2 separate regions of the Rattus norvegicus genome follow, and region 2 is linked to region 1. The links are chromatin contacts, called in public Hi-C maps. All regions are on one chromosome and are shown on one strand. The core of a region is the stretch at or near the end of the contact, and the rest is flanking DNA. Distances in the headings are between cores, read along the strand shown.

Evidence for each region. Hi-C and Micro-C count contacts between places; a contact is called where the count stands out from the background.
Region 2: a Hi-C map of Schwann cells shows a contact between it and region 1, with 7 times the contacts expected there. The contact joins the promoter of Rgs22 here to the promoter of Osr2 in region 1. A contact is called at or near these places in 9 of 12 Hi-C or Micro-C datasets (the A7r5 cell line, the Rat2 cell line, Schwann cells and 6 more).

What each region holds. Positions count from the first base shown.
Region 1 is chr7:68,370,026-68,375,511 of GRCr8, forward strand. It overlaps Osr2 (odd-skipped related transciption factor 2), which reads left to right and starts at 3,044. Exons shown (of 4, transcript NM_001012118.1): 1 at 3,044-3,394.
Region 2 is chr7:69,190,592-69,195,889 of GRCr8, forward strand. Rgs22 (regulator of G-protein signaling 22) reads right to left here and starts at 3,450. Exons shown (of 27, transcript XM_063264609.1): 1 at 3,195-3,450; 2 at 2,770-2,798. The coding sequence starts at 3,219.

The DNA.
Region 1 (5,486 bases), core at 1,794-4,293:
TTCCCACCTTGTTCCTTTGGACAGTCCCGGACCCAGCCACGGTTTCTTAAGAGATGGAATTCTTAATCCTGGCCCCTCCGTACCCTCAGCTCCGTGTCTAAAACTCGCAAGCCTCTCTGCTCGCCTGGCCCCTTCTTCACCGCTCAGTGACTGCACCTTTAACTCGAGCTAGGTCAAGTCCTCCAGGCTGCAGCAAAACACAGCAAAAGGTCTCTGCTCCGCAGAAAGCTGGAGAAAACTAGGAGCCGGGAAGCCGACCCATACATAGAGGGATCCTAGGGAAGAGAAGTTTTCCGTAACTTTGTTTTAAAGGGCTCGATTTATTTAGGATGTCCGCAGCACGCAGTCAACTCCAGGGTATCTGTGTCTGACACCTGCCACTCCACCCGCAGACTCCTGGGTGGGCTGGGGGTTGCGCTGCTCGCGGGCACACACACACACACACACACACACACACACACACCCCAGCTCCTCTGCTAGGCCTTGTTCCCTTCCTTCCACACCACAGACGTTGCTGTTGGGTTTGGGACTGCAGTCCTTCAGCCCGCTCCAGGTCAGGGTGGCCCTGGTGTCGAAAGCCTCGAGTTGTGAGGACTGAAACTGGCCCGATCCACGGATAGATACGTGAGCAGGCAGCTGAAACCCAGCAGGGAGCTGGGACAGCTCCGCGGATCTTCGGACCTGGGGGCTCAGCTGGCCTGTGGCAGACTCAGGAACCTCGGCTTCTGCACGGCAGGACACCGCTGGTGGTCGGGTGGGCCAGTTTTCTGCACCGAGGCATAGTGCGGGTCTGTCTACCTGGTGAGACCGTTCTCTCGATGCGTGCGGGCTTGGGGAGCTGGGGGACGAGGTCTGAGAGCGGAGAAGTTCGGGTGCGGGTCCCAGGTGACCACTCGGCGGCCTGGGGAAGGTACGGCGCTGAGCGCGCTCGGCTGCAAGCTGCGCTGGCTGCACCTGCCCACGCCCGCTGCACGGCTCAGGCCGCAGGGCCCCGCAGGGCCGCGCTGCCACCTGCAAAGGCTCTCGGACTCTTCCCAACCATTTTCCTGCCGCGGCGGAGCTTGGGCTGGGTTGACCCAGAGTTCTTCGCAGGCTGAGAAGCGCGAGGTAAACGTGTTTACAATAACACCCTGGCTCAGAGGGTTTTCGGAAAGGGGGATACAGCTAGTGGGGAGTTATAAATTCTGTCTACCCCACGGGGAAAGCGGGATATTCCGTACCCAATGCACACGGGCCGTGAAGGTGCGAAGCCTGCTCCTGCAGGAGTCGCCTCCACTTTAGCGAAAGAGAACTAGAAAGCCTTGGCTCAGAGCTCAGGTCATCACCCGGTGCGTCTATGTGACGGGGTGTAGGGGGGACCTCTAAGTGAAGAGAAAGTTCCCTCCAGTTCTCTAAATTGAGAAAGGCTGTGGAAGGAATGAGGTGGTTGGAGAGAGGGAACCGCAGGCATCCTGGGAGCTGAGGCTCAGGACCAAGCGCTAAAATGAAAGCACCCTCATAGAACTGACTCGAGAAAGGGTTTTTAAAAACCCCCTTCCTAGGCATTCTCCGAAATCCAGGTTGTTCCTCAAATTTACTCTGAAGAGCTTAAGCGCTACAGGATATTGCACACTCGAGTCTCTGTCCCAAGCTCACTTTGTAATCCTTGCGACCCTACAACTGGTGAAGATGACCTGCCATTCCTGAATTATGTTTTACCAAAGAAACGAAAATTTATATTCTCCTTGACAAAAATAAAATAAAAAGGCTTTTACCTTAATGGGATCATTTCCATGGTGTCTGCCTGCCTTCCTGCTTAGTCTTCGATGGCTCATGGTTTTCTGCTTACACCTATCCACTTCCTCACACAGTTATTGTAATTGTCCTGTGAGGGGACGACCAACAAGTATCTTTTGACGGAACGCGTTTGAACTGTAGTTTATTTAAAAGATCTATGCTTCTGCAAGCACTGGCTCCAGTGTCCTCAGGTGGTTTGGGACCAAGGACCTTTTGCTTAGTTCTGTTCGGGGCGCATCACGACCGAGAAAAAGAAGAAGCTGCTTGAAGTGGGTCTTGTTCCCTGCCACTCTTTTCCAGAGGGGTTGGAATGCCCTCTCGTTTACACGCTCACAAAACTAAACCTTTAGGAGAACTAGGAAACCTAACAGTACCCGTCAAATTCAATCAGTTTTCCTGGCGGTTGAACAATGAACTCAATTTTTGCTGAGAACGAAGATAATGCACGTTTCGAGGCACTGGAATAGTCTTTTCCTAAAATTTAAAAATGATTATTCTTCACCCATTCCAGATGGGCACGTTATTGTTTGCCAATGGGTTGCAGATGCCCACTCCTTTGCCCAAGTTGGTTAACTGCTTATGAAGTGTACATTAGCTGATTAAAGCTTAGATATTGGAAGAAATTTCTTCTGTAACATTCCAGATGTCTCTGCACTAATTATGAAATTAGTCAATTGTCACCTTCATAAACAAACTTTGTTTTGAAAACAGGGGAGGAAAACGGACTACACATACAGCCTTAATTGACCAAAAGTATTGGCAGAACTGTTTTACATCGGAGGAAGGGCGATATATGCTGGAAAACAAAATCTCAAAGTGATAGCTTTGACCCTTTGAAGCAGGTGGTTATATTAAACGTGTTAAGACCCGTAAGTGACGCCGGCAGCTAACCAAGTAAAAAGTACAAAAATGCCCTTTGGACTTCTCCGCGGACTCGGAAGACCCAGTAGTTGAGCTTCTAACAGTATAAGGAAAGTGTCATCCAAAAAGAGGGGATGGGCGTTGTCTTTGTGTGAGGTTTGAATTGAGTCACCTTGGGCTCTGGGTCTGGGTTAACTGAGAAACCTCAAGCAAACCTGCGCCTTTAAGACTCAGTTGCTATCCAAACACAAGTAAACAGAGTGGACCATTAGCGGGCGCCCGGCGTGGAGGCGGAGCCTGGGTGCTGCGGCCCCGCTCCTCTGCAGGGCGCCCGCTGCGAGGGGAGGCGGGGCCGCTACTAAAGCCTTGGACTCCGGGCGGGGGGCAGCCTGGGGCGGGACGCGGGCTGGGACGGAGCTCAGCGCGCTCGCTGCCGGAGGGTGATGGCCCTGCAGGGCTGCGGGCTCCGACTTTACCCGCAGTCCGCAGAGAGAAACTGGCCCACGCAGCGGGATCTGGGCGAGCGCTGAGCACTCATCCAGAGCACGCTTGATTTTTACTCATCCCGCTTCCACAGACTGCCGAAGACCAAGTACCGCTGTCGCTTTCGCTCCCCCAGATCATGTCCTCGGTTCCCGGGACAGCGCGCCGAAAAAGAAGTTCACCCAGTTTGGACCTCATGACCTTTCCAAGCTGTGCGTCCTGCTGCCCGGACCTAGTCTGAACCGCGCTGCCCAGGCAGACATCGGTTCTGGCGGTGAGTGTTCTTTCCGGGCCAGGTTGTAGCCTTCTGAAGGAAGGGAGGGATGCGGGTGCTCTAGGGGCGCCCGGGTTCTCAGTCTGGAGCGCTACAAGTTCAGAGAATGAAAGGCAGCCCTGTGGACACAAGTCCCGGGCCTCGTGCTCTGGCTTCCTCGGGTCCCTCCACGCGACTCCCTGCTAATACACTCAATCGTACTTTTGTGTGCTGCCCCTTAGTTTGGTTTTGGTAGATTTACGCACTCGGCAAGATTTATAAAGGCGGATCGTCGTACTTTGTGGCCAGATCCCATCACCCCGAGATATTGCTCCCCTGCTCTAGAGAGCGGGGATCCACGCTTCCTACTGCAGCTCCGGCAGGCAGTTCGGAAGGGCCCGGGCACCCGGTGCAGTCAAGTCAGCGACTCCGAAGGCGCATTTCACAGGGGAATAGTCCAGTCGTAGGTGATTATTTTTTCCAACCGTGTGCTGGCCTCTTGCTTTTCCTCCGCTCCGGTCTTCGCCTAGAGGCCAGCAGGCAAGCTCCTCAGGAGCTGAGACGCTTGGGTTGTCAAGAAATAGCTCGGAATGGAGTCGCGGTTGTAGGAAGGAGGCAGGACAAGGTGTTTGTGGAGGAGGCGACGCTGGATCGGTCTCCCCACCTGTGAGCAGAGAACAAAAGAGCACTGGCTGCCCCCGAAGCGAAACTAGTGCAGACAGCAACTTTCTCTGCTCCACAAACTCCAGTCTTGAACAGAACAAGAAAATGACACGGGGAGGGAGGGAGCGGAGACAAACCCAGATTCTGCGGAAGGCATCTTAATTTAATTAACTCTTTGGGAAGGCAGAGGCATTGGGAAGGGATTGGAACTTCGTGCCCCCACCCCCAACTTGACCAAGTTCTCTTCCCCCACCATGATTTCAGATCCCTTTCCACTATAGTTCTCTGGCTTATATACAATTGTGTTGTGTTTGAACTAAAATTCAGTGAGCATACCACATCTGTCATTTCACTCAGAAGTCAATGCACAGAGTCTAACAAATGGCCCCAAACGGTATTATTATTACATATTTTTTTAGATAATTCAATGTGACGTCGCTGTTACCAACGATTGGAGATTCTTTATCAAATTATCAGGAACCGTGTGTTCTCCAGTGCTTTTAAAGTTTTACTAAACTGAAATTAATATGTACAACTCTCCTTTGCTGACAGACAGTAAAACTAGATTTTACAAAACGTCTAACATGCCTGGGAATTCCACTGGAAAGCGATGAAAGAAATGTAGCTTCATCTCCATTTGAACCCTTGATGACTTTTCATGGTTTAACTTTCTCTCCTCGCAAAGTTCAAAGTAACCCGTGCTCTGAGACAGGCTGGTGGGGACACGACAGCGAGGACCGGCAGTTAGTGTCTGATGGAGTCATGCACACAGCCCCAACAAAAACGAAAGTGCCTTAGATCAGTGAGGTGACTTAAGCGATGGTTTGACATACATTGCTGGCGACTAAACAGGAGCATGGGAATCTGAACTCCCTGGTGATTTATGTTTGGTAGGTGTTTGGGGGCGTTATATTTGTGAAGAGATTCCAGAGGGCACACTGGCTTGCCCTTCCTTTGCCAGATGACTCTTTCTTGCAAATAAAGCAAACTTTCTATCAAGGGGCAAATTGGGACCAACGGAAACTTGCAAAAGTCTCCTTTCTGCAGTATACATTATTGGAAGAAGGAGAGTGGCGCTCAGGTCTCTGCAGACAGAATTAGGATTGTGACCTTTATGGCAAAGCTCACTTGGAGCATTTGAAGTCAGAATCATCAATTTTGATAGTCATTCTGCCAACGAACATGGTCATCCTGCCACCTCCCGCCTGTGCTGAGAATCATGCATTGGCTCCTGAATTTATTTCTAAAAAATCTAGTCTGGGAATAAACCCAAATAATAATTTCGACTTCCTCTCCTTGCAGGAGAGAGACTGCTTTTCGACACTAGGGGGGAAAATGGTTTGACTCTCCTCATTACCTATGGAGACCGAAAGAAAGATTAGTTGAAGAGAAAACAATCACTGATGTTAGTAGAATCTTCCTCCCTACACACACACACACACACACACAC
Region 2 (5,298 bases), core at 2,200-4,699, 820 kb after region 1:
CCTGACAGCACTCACCTGCAGGAGAGGCAGGAAAGCCTGGCTTTACTCTGGAGAGTAGAATAACAGCCATCTTTTTCTAAGAAGATGTTGTTTATTGATAAAAAACACCAGCACTCATTGGAGAACCAAAGCCAAGCATACATTTGAGGAAGGTCAATTAAGGAGTCAGCCAACACTTGGGTGAGCATGCGAATTTGAGGACCTGGTCACAAACTGGTCTCCATAGGAAGCTGCCCAGTGCCAAGGCAGTCTGCGTGGTGTTGGGTTTGGGAAGGTTTTTGTGGAGATGAGATGGACCAGAAGGAATGTGCCACATTGTGAAATGGATGAGGAAGGGTAACCTAGTCAAAACTGACAGCAAGGCAAACAGAGCAGCTTGGCCAGAGCGGAGCATGTGGAAGTGCTTTGCAAGCTCAAAGCAGGATGGATGGAAAACTTATCCTAGAGAACAGGGTTAAGGAAGACTGAATGTTTGAAGGGCTCCATGGGCCATGAGATTAGTAGCCTCAGTCACAGTTTACTTCTGTGAACTTTGTCCTCCTCGGCTATGAAATGTGGGAAATGGCCACTACCTCGGAGGGCTGTCTTGGGGTTAAAGGTCAGTCTGTGGCCAGCATTTGGCAATACTAGCTATTCATCAAGTGTCTTACAATGGAGTAAGATGGTAAATTTGGAAAGAGTTAACAGGAGTATGGCAGTCACGGCAAGAATGATGAGACTCCAGGACAGCCAATGCACACAGTTTGCATCCGATGCTTTAGACAAAGAAGAACTGGTTAAGAGAAGGAATGTGGAATTGGTATCAGTTAAGACTACAGTCAAACTCTGTGCCTGTAGATGAAGCCAGAGCTACAACAGCAGGTCTGAGGATGCAGAGACACACACGGCTAGGGAGGAAGGTTGGGGTAGATCATCAAGGGAGGGAGGAAGGCCCACAGACAACTGAACAGCAGTGTACCAATCACCAAAACACAATAAAGCAATGGAAAGGCAGAATCAGAGCTGGAGAATGCAGGCAAGGGGTCTGAAGAGGTGACACAGGACATTGGATATGCAAAAGCATGGAAAGTGTTGTCTGGACACAGACGTAGTGCACACATCTGCAATCCACCCAGCACTGGGGAAGCTGAAGCAGCTGGATACAAGGTTTGAAGTTATCCAGGGCTGCAAGTTCCAGGCCAGCACAGGTTAGGTAGTAACGCCCTGAGCAGATGTGGGGATGGTATATGAACTTGGAATTCTCAAGAGATAGGCAAAAGAGCTTACCCACAAACCTCTGGAGAGCAGAGCCCCGAAGGTCAGTACATCACAGGAGTGGGAAGAGAGAAGCTGGGAAGGGGGAAGAAGACTGGGACTGAGGCCTGGAACACTGCGGGTACCCAAGGAAGCAGGGCAAGTTAAAGGTCTTCAAGCACAATCACTCAAATGTGAAGTGGTGTGCTGCTAGACTGGCCTGTACGGAAAGGAGAGGCTGGATCGGAAGCCCTGCTGCATGAAGCACTTGAGGTGCTGGAATAACTTAAATTCTACAGTAAGCGGGCCTCCGCCAATGTATGCGAGCACTTCTGAGGTGCTGTGTGGACCTGTGTGTTGGTGCACACACAAGGCTGGAGTTTCTCTTTTCTCTGCCTCTTCCTCCTCCTCCTTCCAGGATCTGCTAACTTATCCCTCTCTCTGATGTTAGCCCCAACTGGACTGTTAACGTTTTGAGACTTAGCCCCAGCATTTAGGACAATACTTTGAATGCACAATCACTCATGTTTGTTGAATAAGAAGCCAGAAGTAAATAGGCCAACTAGAGAAGTAAGTGCTGGAGGACATTGGTAAATACTAGACGTGACTGGAGCTCTAGCCTCCGACCAGGTAGGAGTAAGAGTCATCTCTACATCTGTCTGTGCCCTGGGGCAAGCTCTTCATGTTTTCGATAGGCTTCATGGAATATTCTCTAAAAACAGCACTCTGCCAAATGACAAATGGATGTGGCAAATATTTAGTACGCTCAATTTCTCCAAGAGTCTGACCTGAGAACAATGCATCAAAGACATTTTAAACAGTTATAAATGTATTACTTGTTTCTGTTGTTGGTTGTGTTTGTTTTATTTAATTGGTTTTGGTTTTTTGGTTTTGTTATTTATATTATCTGATTGGTTTTTTGGGGGGGTTGGTTTTTGGAGGGTTTTTGTTTGTTTTTGGTTTTGTTCTTTGAGACAAGGTCTCTCTATGTAGCCCTGGCTGTCCTGGAACTTACACTGTAGACCAGGCTGGCCTCAAACTCACAGAAATCCTCCTGCCTCTGCCTCTGTCTCCTGAATCCTGGGTTAAAGGCCTGAGTGCTACCATGAGGGGTACCATGAGGGGTGGGGGGAATTTTTTTTTAAGAGAGGATCTCACGTAGCCTTGAATTTGCTATGTCACAAAGGATGACCCTGAACCCCCAATCCTTCCACCCCATCTCTAATGCTGGGTTTACAACTGTGAGTCACTTTACTGCTCAACCCCCTTCCTCAATGTCATCTACTAATGTTTACTGCAACCAGGAAGTGCTGGCACATCACAACAAAGCCATGGAGAAATTACATGAGCTCTCTTACAGGAGACAGCTTTGACCTGAAGAGAATGTAAAAAAGACCTATCCACTGTCTCGCCACTGTGTCTGTTGCCTGGAATGGCAAAAGGAAAATCACATAGCCTTCCTCCTAGAATCCAACCTTTTCTATTAAAACAAAAGGCCATGGGGGATCACCAAGTAGCCCATTTAACTGTACTTACAAATTCTTCTTCTGTAACTTCTGGCGGCTCTGAAAGGAGACAAAACGTTACCTTTTCGTACTCAGATCTTCCTTTTAGACTAAGTGACTTGGCCCTACTGTATATACATCCCGGGTGAGCTCAGTAAAATGTTCATTATCCGCATATGAATTAGATTTTAAGGTAGGATTCAAGGTGGAGACGGGGAGGAAAGACCTCTGGACTCTGGCTTGGGACCCACTGTAACCCCAGAGCTAACCTAAGGCCCCCAGTTGCAAAGGGAGAGCTTATCGAGGTGGAGTTAAGGTAATAGGGACCTCCCAGGGGGCTCCTATAAAAGGCTGGAAGAGCCGAGGCAGCGGGCGGAGGCTGGGGAGAGGCGTGGGGCTGGGGTCGAGCAAGGCCTGGGTGCGGGAGTGCCCGGCGGAGCGCCGGGGCCCACCTACCCGCCGAGAGCCGCCTTTCCGGCATGTTGTCCGGGGGCCCAGCTGCCCGGCCCCGCTGTCTGGGGAGCGACCGCCGCCCGGCGGCGCGCGGCCAGGGAATGCCCGTTCTGTGCTGCCTGCTGTTGCCATAGAGCTGCACAAAGCAGAGGCGCCTGGGCCTGGGGTGGAGGCTGGGGAGCGGCCGTTACTGTGGAGATCGCAAGGTTCTGGGTGGGGAAGGGCCGCTGGTGGGGGGAGGGGAGCTGGGGGCAATGGGGGTGTGTGTGCAGACCTTCCCACGGGGAAGGACCGCAGAGCCAGGGCCCTGTTCCCTTAGTACTGGTCAGACGCCTGCGGCCAAAGGTAATACCGCTGCGTTTTTATGAACACTGACCACTAAACATTACTGGAACTGGAAACCACAGATTACAGATACCCTGTAATGCGTGTTCAGGAAAGGAGTTAGGAAAACAAAGCCCTGCGTAGTGACACACACCTGTAATCACAGCAGTTAAGAAACGGAAAGGAGAGGGGCTGGGGATTTAGCTCAGTGGTAGAGCGCTTACCTAGGAAGCACAAGGCCCTGGGTTCGGTCCCCAGCTCCGAAAAAAAAGAACCAAAAAAAAAAAAAAAAAAAAGAAACGGAAAGGAGGCAGGAGAACAGAGTTAGCGGATGATCTCAGCTACATAAGAGTTTGAGGCCAGTCTGGGCTACAGTAAAGCGCACACACACACACACACACACACACACACACACAGAATTTAAATAATGAAAATTTAAACTAATATTCTGAATACTAAAAAAAATTTTTATAAAACTTATAATATCCGTATCTGTAGTTCTGAATTTCCCCAGTGGTGCTAAATAAACCCCAGAGCTTGTCCCCTACCCAGCTGTACTTCCAATGCAAATGTCTAAAAGGAAATAAACCCCACCCCACCTATCACTCCACACCCAACTCATACCCATTCCCAAACCAGATCGTAGAGCTTCATCTTCCGGCCAGGGTTGGGGCAAAGACCTGCAAAGCCCTGCAAAGCCCACACTAGGAAGGTGAAGGCAGAATGATTAAGGGGTTCAAGCCCAGCCTGGGCTACATAAGAACCTATCTCAACTAAAACAGGAATATAGTTTCATCTTGGGGCAAAAATCTTATGATCATTAAATGATAAAAAGTAACTCAAGCCAGAAGTTTCCTCCCCCGCCCCCCAAAACTTTTCCTCCAAACCCCACATTCAGGCAAACATTGGATTCAGCCAATTCTACCTTAAAACATGTCTGTATTTGGACTCTCCTGTCATTTCCCACACACAGCCTTAGTGCTGGCTCCCATCTGGTCTGTTGTAAGCTTCCTAACTTGTCTATCTTCCAGTCTTAGCTTCCAGCTAGGAGTTCTCCTTAAATCCATTATCCATGCTGAAAGCAGAGCCAGCTATCTAAATGCAAATCTGACCTACTCTAAAACCATCGTGGTTCCACATTTGCCTCCTCAGTGTGAGGCAGGTATCCGTGTGCCCTTCAGACAATGGGTGCCTATGTTCCAAGGAAGCAGACACCTGCTCCCTGGTTGTAGTATTGCAATTTCAGTATGACACAGAGAAAAGACAACAGTGAAATACTGCCCTCGTCAGACAAAATCAGAAAGCCAAATGAAACCAAGAGAGCAGTGGAAGGGAGCAAAGAGGTGAAGGGAGATGGGGCAGGGATTCCCCCAAAGTCCTTGTAGACCCAGCAGAGACTAACTTTCATGATCCAAGTGCTACTTTGGCTGCTGTGCAGAGGATTTAGGCAGCTCAGGTCCAGGCTGATGGTCGTCAGGCAGCACGGCCTTCAGGCTTCATATCTCTATGTAAGGGGAGAGCTGAGGGGCTGGAGCGATGGCTGGGCAGTCAAGAGCACCGGAGAATCCAAGTCCAGAGCCGGCATGGTGGCTCAGAACTCCAGCTCCAGCGATCCCACTACCTCTTCCTGCAAGGAAGTATAGACGCTTGGGCACATACACATAAATAAACGTAGAGCCTAGAAGATCTGACAAAATGGCTGTGGGGAGAAACAGGTATTGGGGGATGAGTCTTGAAGATTTTTGTCTGAACACACAGAAAGGTATGGTCGTCAGCAGACATG